Regions from separate parts of the Sus scrofa genome. Here region 2 is linked to region 1. The links are chromatin contacts, called in public Hi-C maps. All regions are on one chromosome and are shown on one strand. The core of a region is the stretch at or near the end of the contact, and the rest is flanking DNA. Distances in the headings are between cores, read along the strand shown.

Evidence for each region. Hi-C and Micro-C count contacts between places; a contact is called where the count stands out from the background.
Region 2: a Hi-C map of liver shows a contact between it and region 1, with 6 times the contacts expected there. The contact joins the promoter of DFFB here to the promoter of WRAP73 in region 1. A contact is called at or near these places in 1 of 5 promoter capture datasets (liver) and 2 of 47 Hi-C or Micro-C datasets (both in liver).

What each region holds. Positions count from the first base shown.
Region 1 is chr6:65,162,793-65,168,361 of Sscrofa11.1, reverse strand. It overlaps WRAP73 (WD repeat containing, antisense to TP73), which reads left to right and starts at 1,301. Exons shown (of 12, transcript NM_001244721.1): 1 at 1,301-1,419; 2 at 5,033-5,185. The coding sequence starts at 1,351.
Region 2 is chr6:65,307,886-65,313,301 of Sscrofa11.1, reverse strand. DFFB (DNA fragmentation factor subunit beta) reads right to left here and starts at 2,434. Exons shown (of 7, transcript XM_021095232.1): 1 at 2,114-2,434; 2 at 1-22. The coding sequence starts at 2,236. CEP104 (centrosomal protein of 104 kDa) reads left to right here and starts at 2,567. Exons shown (of 21, transcript XM_021095225.1): 1 at 2,567-2,792.

The DNA of each region.
Region 1 (5,569 bases), core at 52-2,551:
GTTGGGGGGGCCACCAAAGGGCGCAGGCCCAGCTGGGTGTGCAGAGGTGCGAAGAGGACCCAGGCCGGGTCTCAGTTCTTAGAACGCAGGGTCAGGGGCCGGTGTCAGGGTCTGCGCGATCTGATCCTGTGTGCAGCCCCGGGAATCCTGGCGGCAGGGCACCGCCTGGCGGGGGCATGGGGGAGGCCTCTGTTGGGTGAAGTGGACTAGAGGACAAGACAGAAGCGGGGCAGCGAGCGAGATCAGCAGAGCCAGTGCGACGCAGGTGCGCGCTCCGGCCTGCGACTTGGGCGGGTGCGGCTGAGCCCAGGGCCGAGCCCTGGTGGCCTTCTGTCACTTGCGGGTCTGGGCGCAGGTGCGGGCTTGCGATAGACAGGTGGGTGCATGCAACCCCGGTGCACTCCCGGCAGAGTGTCGATTTCGTTCTCTCCCGGATCCTGAGCATGAAGTGAGGGCCTTGCTGCAGGCATGGTTGCGGGATGTAGCCAAAAGACAAACAAAAACGAATACTTATACTTTATGTATAAAATATAATATGTGTGTTTGGACTGTTACATATTATATAAAAATGACAAGTGCATGTTTATGTGTGAATTTATGTATATGTCTTTACATTAACTATGAATGCATAAATATAAACACACAGACACACAGGATGTCAGTTCATTTGAATTTCAGATAAGGGGATAATTCTTTAGTGTAAGTATGAGCCACGTAGTCTTTGGGAACATATATATATATATTTTTTTTTTTTGTCTTTTTTTTTTTTTTTTTTTTCTTTTCTAGGGCTGCACCCGCGGCATATGGAAGTTCCCAGGCTAGGGGTCTAATCGGAGCTGTAGCCGCCGGCCTACGCCAGAGCCACTGCAACGTGGGATCCCAGCCGCGTCTGCGACCTACGCCACAGCTCACGGCAACGCCGGATCCTTAACCCACTGAGCGAGTCCGGGGATCATACCCGCAACCTCATGGTTCCTAGTCAGATTCGTTAACCACTGCGCCACGACGGGAACTCCTGGGAACATCTTTAACCTAGAAAACTATTCGTTGCTTATCTGAAATTCAGTTTCGGTGCACTTCCTGCCTTTTATCTGGCAACCATAGCTGGAGAAGGTCTCAAGGCTTCCCATGTTGGAGCACCAGCGGCAATCCCGGGTGGGACGCACCGCTACGGCGCCTTTAAAGCGTGGTGGCGTGCCGGGGGTGGGGCGGAGAACTACAAGCCCCACAATGCTGCGCGTCATCCCTGATTTCTGATTGGCTACTGTGCGTTTCCCGCTTTTCCATCACTTCCGGTCTCGAAGGGGCGGTTGCGGCGGGGCTCCGCGGGCCCGGGATCCAGCGGCTGCCATGAACTTCTCGGAGGTGTTCAAGCTCTCCAACCTGCTCTGCAAGTTCTCCCCCGACGGCAAGTACCTGGTGAGAGGCTGCGGGGCTTGGGCCGAGGGCGGGCTCTCCGCGGGGAGGCGTGTGTCTACACCGGGAGCGAGGCCGCCGCGGGGCCTGGATGGAGGGAACTCGGGGGTTTGCTGCTCACTTGGGCAGGGGTCCCAGGCAGTGGCCCCGGGCAGGTGTTGCAGACAGGACCTGAGCAGGCGACCCGGCGAGCTGCCAGCGTCCCTGCACGTGGGTTTCCATCTGTTAAAGGCAGGTAAGAACAATACTGTCTTGACACATTTGAGGGCACAGGAGCTATCAGCCCCTTGTTGTTAGTCTGTCATAGAAGCCAGCCCTGTTGGCTGTAACCTGGTGCAGCGGTGCAACTCATTGTTGGCACCTTTTCCAGCCCATTTCACCAGTCTCCACCGCACACCAGATGAATGATTCGGGTGACTCGCATTCTGTGCTCAGATAAAGAGAATTTTCTCCACTCCTGGGACTTGAGCTGCTCGTTCCCTGGGTGGCAGGTGGTTCTAACATCGCTGAGCTATCTTGTACATGAAATTTAAGTTTTGAAAATACCGGTATGACCAGTGTATAGCTTCAGAGTCCTGGGGAGGGGGGAGGTGTGGTGGGTGGGAGATAGTTAGTACTGGAAAGACATGAAGACATCAGTGATGCTTCATAAAAAGTGTACTTAGTTTCATTAACTGTTAACATATGGCCCCATGACTTTTCTTCAATTTGAGCATTATTTGCATTCCTTTTATCTGGGCCTTTGAGGATGTAATTCTCAAGTGACATATTTGCCTTTTTGTTTGTTTGGTTTTGGGGGGCTGCACCCACAGGATATGGAAGTTCCTGGGCCAGGGGTCAAAGCAGAGCTGCAGCTGCTGGCCTACAGCACAATAATGCCAGATGCTAGCCAAGCCGTAACCCACACCGGATCCTTAACCCACCGAGTGAGGCCAGGGATCGAACCCATGTCCTCATGGAACTAGTCAGGTTCATTATCACTGAGCCACAATGGGAACTCCTCATATTTGCCTTCCTTATGGAGGTTCTATTCTAAATCATAGGACATGGCATTCAGTTCCAAAATACAAAATATCTCTAGCTTAAGTGGCACTCCAAAACCTTGGTGTGTTTTTCAAAGTACTCCTATGAATTAGTTTTTTAAAGGTCATTTGCAAAAATCCAGGTCAACTATAAAAAGGAATTTTATATTTTTCTCATTTAACTTTGGTGCTTTTTTTGGTTTTTATCCTCCAATTAAACTCTTATGAGCGCTAAGGGGTCATGTGATCAGGACCATGCTCTTCAAAGCTCTACCCAGTGCGGAAAAAAGTTGGGCCTTGTTGCCACTTAAAAATTTTTTTTAGGAGTTCCCGTCGTGGCGCAGTGGTTAATGATCCGACTAGGAACCATGAGGTTGCGGGTTCGATCCCTGCCCTTGCTCAGTGGGTCAAGGTTCCGGCGTTGCCCTGAGCTGTGGTGTAGGTCACAGACGTGGCTCAGATCCTGCATTGCTGTGGCTCTGGCGTAGGCTGACAGCTACAGCTCCGATTCGACCCCTAGCCTGGGAGCCTCCATGTGCCGCGGGAGCAGCCCAAGAAATGGCAAAAAGACAAAAAAAAAAATTTTTTTTAACTGAAATGTAGTTGATTTCCAATATTGTGTTAGTTTCAGGTGTCCAAAGTGAATCCCTTATACACACACATATATTCTTTTTTTCACATTCTCTTCCATCATGGATTATTACGAGATACTACGTATAGTTTCTCATGTTGCCATTTTTAATATCTTGCAGCAGATCTGATACGGTTTTTCCAAATGTTGCTACAAACAGTCCATTTCATAAGGAATGTATTGTAGCTGAGCACAGCTTTCACAGCTGCCACGTGGAAAAATGAGCACCAGACAGGTGTTTGCTCTAATCTGCAGTTACTCTCTCAGCCTCCTTTCTCCATGTGGGATCCGTGTGGCTTTTTTAACATGGAAGTTCCTCAGACAAAGACCCAATGATCTAGTTTGACCCTGGCAAGTACAGAAATGAAGCAAGTAACAGTTAAAGCCAGTTCTTGATTTTTGAACGGAGATGGACCTGCTCTTAGCGGAGGAGTATATGCAGTCTCAGAAGTCGTTTGCTTGGAGGTGGCTGTTATTTAATACGTAGGCGCATGAAGTAGCTGTCCGCAAGGGACCGTCATTGCCACTTAGCACACAGTTAGGAACATGTTAATGCTGGCGTGTGAGAGACCCCTCCCTCCCTTATACTCACACGCCTGCCACTTCCGACACATCTGGCCACGGTCGTGGGTTTGCCCCCACGCCAAGCCGTTCACCTCCACACTGGCCAGGGGTCCTGCTCAGTCCTGACACCGTCTCATCTGCCTGGAGAGCGCACCAGGTCCCCCAGGGTAGGAGCTCAGGCCCACAAGACTGCCCCGCCTTTCAGAGGCCAGTCAAAAGTCCAGGTTGTCACCTGTGCTTCTGACCCCTGGCTGTCGTTCGGAGGTTCCATTACTTTGCTAGAGTGACTCCCAGCCCTCAGAGGGCTTAGTGGTTGCATAAAGGACATGAGGAAGGGACACAGACAAGCAGCTGGCTGAGGGGTAAGTAGGATGCACTCTGGGAGGGTCCCAGGCGCGGGGGCTCCCGTGGAGTTGGGGCGTCTCCCTCCCTGCATGGATGTGGTCACCCGCCCGGATGCTCTGAGCCCCATGTCCCTGGGATTTTACAGGGGCTTCGTCATGCAGGTGTGAGCTGTCGCCGAAGAGAAGGGGAGGTGGGGCTGAAATTCCAAGCTCCTGATCCTGGCTTGGTCCTTCCTGAGACCAGCCCCAGCCAGAAGCCCACCTAGAGCCGCCTCCCTGGAACAGGGGTGCTCCATCACCCGGGAAATCCCGAGGGTCTTGGGAGCCCCGTGTGCATGTCCTCGTCCCTCAGCGAAGGCGAGTGAGCAGCTATGAAGCATCCTGCACCTGCAGAACTTAGGGAATGTCTGCCATTGAGCAGATGAGAGCTGTGGCCTCAGTGGTTCTCAACAGTGGCCGTGAGTCCTTCTCAGCCCTCACAGATGGCCCGCAGGGGATAGCCGGAGCCAGTGTGGCTGTTCCCCAAGAGCTGCTTCCCGGTGCTGTTTCCTGTTTTAGTGTTTGCCACGTGGTGTAGACGGGTAGAAAATGACTTGAGGGTTTTATTTTTATTTATTGTTTTGTCTTTTTAGGGCCACACCTGCAGCATATGGAGGTTCCCAGGCTAGGGGTCGAATCGGAGCTACGCCACAGCAACATGGGATCTGAGCCACATCTGTGGTCTACACCACAGCTTTCAGCAATGCCGGATCCTCAACCCGCTAGGTGAGGCCAGGAATCGAACCCGCAACCTCATTCGTTGCCGCGGAGCCACACTGGGACCTCCTCGAGGGTTTTAAATTAATGTTTTCTCCTGAGGTGGAACAGTTCTGGCACCTAGTTGGCATATTTCAGTTTTATCTTTTTATTAACTCATCTGTTGTTTAGAACAGGCCGTCGGCGTGGTAGGCACGAGACCATCTAGACAGAAAGCATGAGTGAGAGGAGGGTGGTGGGTGCCCCAGTCCCAAGGGCTCCATCCTCAGAGCCCGCACCCAGGCCCCCCTCCTTTCCAGGCCTCCTGCGTCCAGTACCGGTTGGTGGTTCGAGATGCCAGCACCCTTCAGATCCTCCAGCTGTACACGTGCCTGGACCAGATCCAGCACATCGAGTGGTCGGCCGACTCGCTCTTCATCCTGTGCGCCCTCTACAGGCGGGGGCTGGTGCAGGTGCGCCCTGCAGCCCCACGCCCCCAGGAGCGTCTCTCAAAATGATCCTAGTTCGCCCATTTTTAAATGTTTAAGGACTTTTAAAAAACCAAAAACACTGCTTCGGCATTCTGGATTTGTGCCCGAGTTAGGTTTGTAGCAGGAAGCATTCAGACGGCAGCCCAGCAGCTCGCGTACCGTGTGCTCAGCTGTCGACCTGGAACTGAGGTCATGAATTCACCCCTCAAGCCACACCAAAGTGATGTCTCCGAGAAGGACTGGCCCTGGTCCCTCGGTGATGCGGTCCAGGGCCGGTCCTTCACACTGAGAGGTTTTGAGACCCCCTGTGTCTGTCCAGTCGTTTCTAAGCCTCACTGGTGCGCTGACCCATCTCTCTCTCCCATG
Region 2 (5,416 bases), core at 1,185-3,684, 140 kb before region 1:
GGCGGGAGCCGGGCACAGGGAGCTGAGGAGAAGGGCAAGAGCAGGAAGCTTATTTGCCACTCTTGGGGTGGCAGCCCGCAGCCCTCCCATCTGCAGGCCCCCCCACCCCAGAGAACAAGAAGGAACTCCGTTTTCAAGAATCACTCAAGGAGGTCCCACTGCAGCTCAGTGGGTTAAGAATCCAACATACTGTCCATAAGGATGCAGGTTCCATCCCTGGCCTCGATCACACATTGCTGTGGCTATGGCTGGCAGCTGCAGCTCCTATTAGACCCCTAGCCCGGGAACTTCCATGCGCCGCAGGTGCAGCTGCAAAAAGGAAAAAGAAAAAGGCATGCTCGAGATGCAGTCTGCACAAACAGAGCATGTCAAAACAAAACAAGGGCTCCTCTTGTAGGTCGTTCTAAGACATGGAGAGTCAGGAAAATACAGTCACGGTGGTGACTGCTTTATGGGATTCACAACTTCGACCCTTTCAAAGACCCTCCATCCAAGGTTCTTTCCAAAAATGACACCTGACTGCTTCCTCTAAGCCTGTAAACACATCCCCGTCATTGAGGCACATCTGTGGCAGGTGTCAGGACCCGCACCTACTGCTGGCGTTTCTCCCAGGGGCGTGGAGGGGTAATGATTAATTAAGGTGAACATCATACTGAAGATGACTCCCTGCTTGTCTCCGGGAGGATGACCAGCACATGGGACTGTGAATTTGCTGAGGCTGAGGACCCATCAGTTTTATGAATTTTTATAGCAACCCCTCCCCTCTCTCTCCACCTCACACAGACACACTCGCACAACCACAGTGCTGGTCTAAACCCAGCTGAGGAAATTAATACAATAAGGGTAAGAACAATGGCACATTAGTGCCAAAGGGCTTTTTTTTTTTTTTTTTTTTTCCTTTTTACATCCACAGTTGCGACATATATAAGTTCCCAGGCTAGGGGTCCAAGGGAACTGCAGCCTCAGCCTATCCCACAGCCACAGCAACCCTGGATCCAAGCCATGTCTGCAGCATACGCTGCAGCTTACAGCAACGCCAAATCCTTAACCCACTGAGCGAGGCCAGGGATTGAACCCACATCTGCATAGAGAAAACGTCAGGTCCTTAACCCACTGAGCTACAAGAGGAACTCCCCAAAGGGACTTTAAAGGCCCCTGAGCCTAAACCCTTCATTTCACACCAGGGGAAACTGAGGGAGGGAGAGGCCAAGGGGCTGTGCCCCAGAGAAAGTTAGTGCACGAGGACTGGGACCGGTCCCTGCATCTCAGGCCAGAGCTGCCGCAAGCCTCACGGTCAGACGCGGGAAGGTGTCCCAGGTCCCTCCACCAAGTCCCCCTGCTCTGACTGGCTTCAGAGCCAGAGGAGGAAGTGGGGGGCCTTCTCCACAGCACAGGAAATGGGGGTTCCGGGGCCCAGACGTCTGCCCCACTCCCTGGTTCTGAGGTAGGAAAGCAGCACTTCTTATTCTCCCCAAATTTCTCCCAAGTGGGTGGGCACCTGAGCGCTGGGACAGAGACCTCACTCAGGCCTCCGCTGAGATGCAGCAGCAGGACGGCCGGAAGCCTGAAAGGACCCCAGTTCCGCCTGTCTGCAGCCCCCGCCCCCACAGAAGCTGGGCTAAGAGGCTCTGGGTGCAGCTAGTCTTGGGATTAAATGCCAGCCGTTCCTCAGTGAATAAGGCCGGTTGCTTAGCCGCTGGGTGCCAGTTTCCTCATCTGTGAAATGAGGGTGCTAGCGCCTGATTCCCACGGCGGTCGGTGGACTCCACCACAGCCCTGCGTAAGAAGCACCGGGTTGGGCACGTGGCCATGGGCCGCGGTCAGGCTCAGCTTCTTCGCCGGTGGAATGTGGACAGTGTCCCCTTCCCAACGACTGTCAGGACTCGGGAATACACTGGCTCGCCGCAGCCTGGGCTCTGGCATGCCTGACGGTGCAGGAGAAGTCGGCATTGTCCCATCTCACCAGGAGCGCTCCGAGCAGGCTCGCTCAGCCACCCGACTCAACCAGGAGGGCCTCCAAGCAGAGGCCCCCCTGCACCCCAGCTCCCCGCCTCCCGAGGTGCGTGCAAGCCAAGTCCTCCCCGCAGCCCACCAGCCCCCACCCCCGAGAAACCTGTAAGTGGAGGCACCCCTTCCGCAGCACTTCCTCGCAGCTCCTGCCTGCCACCCCAAACTTCTTCTGGCTGTGCAGGGCCCGCAGCTTGAACGTCTTGGGTTTCCGGGACACCGCAGACATCCTCAGAGCCTCTGGCCCCGCGGACAGCACCTGCTTGGCTGGCCCAGCCTGGGGTCCGCTCAGGTGGGCTCCACGACTGGGGAAATCAAGGCTGAGCGCCTCCCTCCAGAAACTACATTACCCAGAAGGTCGGAGGATGTGGCGGCTGATCCCGCCTTGTACGCATGCGCAGCCCCCGGGAACCTTCATTGTCCAGAAGGCCCGGGAAGCGAAGGGGAGACCTCGTCTTGTGCGCAGGCGCGGCCCCCGGGAAACTTCATTACCCAGAAGGCCCGGGAGAGCGTTGGGCTACGCCTCCCTTGTGCGCAGGCGCGGCAGGGCGGGGTCGCGCACGCGCGGAGGCCGGGCTGGGCCAGCCTGGTTGTCATGAGAGCGGCGGCCGCAGCCCGGGCACTGGGCGCTGGCTTCCGGGGTTGCTCTTCTGCCGCCACCGCCGCTGCGGCTCCGGGGTGCGGGCCGGCCGGGGGCGGCGGAGGAGGGGCCGCCTGAGCCCCGTCGAGGACGCGGCGCTACCGGGAGCGGCGAAGAGCCTGGAGTCGTGCGGACATCCTGACAGGTAAGCGGAGCGGGTCGGGGCGGACGGGCGGGCCATGGGCGGCGGGTCCTGGGAGGAGGTGCAGGCGGTGGCGCGGCCGGGCCCGGGGGCGACGGGGCCTCTGTGGGCGCGGCCCGCGCGCTGCGTCAGCGCCCCGGGCGGCCCGCGGCGCCCCCGCTCGGTTCCCGAGTTTGGCGACGATGAGTTGAGCGATCTCCGTGCGGGACGGCGACCCCAACACCAACTCTGTGCCGGCGAGGTGCGGGACGAGCCGGCGCTTTAACCTCTAACGTTTCGGGGCCGCTCCGGGGTACGGCGGAGCCTTGAAGTTGCTTGACCGAGAATCATTTTAAGGAAAGGGGATACAATTTTTGTCTCCTGGTCTTGAGCAAGGGGTCCAGGAGTTTCCACATTGTTTCGATTTAATGTGGAGTCGCAGTACCCCTGATGCGCATTGAAAAGCAGGCTTCGTAGAAGGAGCCGCCCCGTCACCTCCTGGCTAGAGGAAGGCGCCGTGGAGAGTGACGGCCGCTCGCGGGTGATGCAACCCGGGTGCATCTGGAATGAGGACCGCTGTGCAGCAGAGCGGCTGCAGTCCCGCATTCAACAGAGCTTTGCTTCTCCCCAAAATGTTACAAAGCCTAACAGTAGGGACCTTTAGTGGCACCCCGCCTATCTTATGTAACCCTGGAAGGTTTACACAGCAGGCACCTCGGTATATGGTGGAAGGACGAGGCCAGAAAGGAATCCTTTTTAAATCCCCAAACGAAGGTAACACCATAGCCTCTGCGATTCCCGGGCATTTCTCCAGCCTGGTTCCTAAATGCCACTACCGTGTTTTGGATTTATGGTCACAACATACCATAGTGGACACGTTTTTTATTCAGATGTAGAGTCCCGTTTCTAAGTCATAGCGCCATAGCAGGGAGTACTGGAACCTGACCAGACCAGAAACCCTGGAATCTGACCAGCTCTAGGACAAACCCTGCCTGCTTGGCTGCAGAGCTGGATGACCCAGGGCAGGCGTCTGTGCCTCAGTTTCCCCTTCTCTGCAGTTGGAGTCTCAGAGTTGTCATGAAAGTTTAAATAGGTGCCCATCTGCCTGCTAAAGTACCACCTAAGGCAGCGGGTGTGTAGACACGTGGGGCAAGATGCGTAGTATTTGGGATCTGTGGAGTTCAAGGTGCGTGACATTCACTAGAAGACGTTTAATAGAGACGCAGCTCTGTGTTCAAGGTAGGAGAGAAGGTAGCAGGCCCTGCTCTTGAAGGCGACCGAAGGACATGGGGCGTTCCCAGCACAGGGATCGAACTCTGAGTGGTGCCACATTTGCCTGGGCCTTAGACTCCATGACAGGAGTTGCTGTCCTGGTTCAGCGGTAGGGAACCTGACTAAGATCCACGATGATTCGGGTTTGATCCCCGGCCCCGCTCAGTGGGTTAAGGATCCAGCGTTGCCATGAGCTGTGGGATAGGTCACAGATGCCGCTCAGATGCCATGTTGCTGTGGCTGTGGCTCAGGCCAGCAGCTGCAGCTCCATTTGGACCCCTAGCTTGGGAGCTTCCATTTGCTGAGGGTGCAGCCCTAAAAATAAAAAATAAATAAATAAAATAAAGTAATAGAATCCGTGACAGAGAGCCAGTTAGAACAGCAGATTGAGCTTGAGGAGGGTTCATTGGGCAGGGGCAGAGCTCCCGGCGGGGGTGGGGGGACCTGGCCGTGGACTGGGCTCCAGGAGAGGGGGTGTATTCAGCCCCTTCCAGAGTCAAGACGAGTGAGACTCCACTGCAGAAAGGGCAGGGGGAGGTGCAGAGGTAGGTGGGGTAGGGGAAGTACTGTGGCCACGGGGAAAGCCAGTCCAGGTGGAGAGCCCCAGCACAGCCCCAGCACGTGGGAAAGCCGCAGGCTGGGCAAGACTTTTTGTCTCCGGCGTGGGAGCTGGAACACAGGCCAGCCCTGCAGCGCACCGCAGAGTAAATCACACTTGTCCAGTTTTTGCGGCTGCGACTCATTACTTTCGGGGTTAGTTTGATTTTCCTCTGCCATCCTGTGACATCCTGCAGTGAGCTTTGTACAAAAATAACCAGGATCTTTAATAGTGTTTTCTCTATTTTTAGTCCTTTTGTTCATATATTCCAAGAAACATTGGCTGGTGCCAGCCAATAATTAGTTTGTTGATGTTGTCCTCTTCAAGTTCTCAGTCAAAATCAAAGGCAATTCTAGACCATGTCTCCAGCTTGTAAAACAAGCACATTTGACGTGAGATATGCCTGTATGTTGCCTCCTCCTGAGAACCCCAGTTAATTGTGTCCTGCAGGAGTCTTTATCCTCTGTGTGCGTGAGGACTCGTGGTTGCACACTGACGCCTCGCTCAGATGGGCCCTCTGAAGAGCATCCATGGGCTTAGTGACGAGAGTAACCAGAAGTCCGTGAGTCCTTGGGCTTTAAGTCCTGGGGCTCACACAGCGGCGTCTCCATCTCTCTGGGCACTGCTTCCCCGTGCCCACCCTACCTGGCCAGGATCTCCCCACCTGGCCTCCAGCAGCCCCAGCAGGGTCCTGGCTTGAGTCACTTTGGTCCTGTTCTCACGTCTCATCCCTGAACTGGTTACTAAGGAGGGACGTGGAACTCGTGGGCCAACCCAG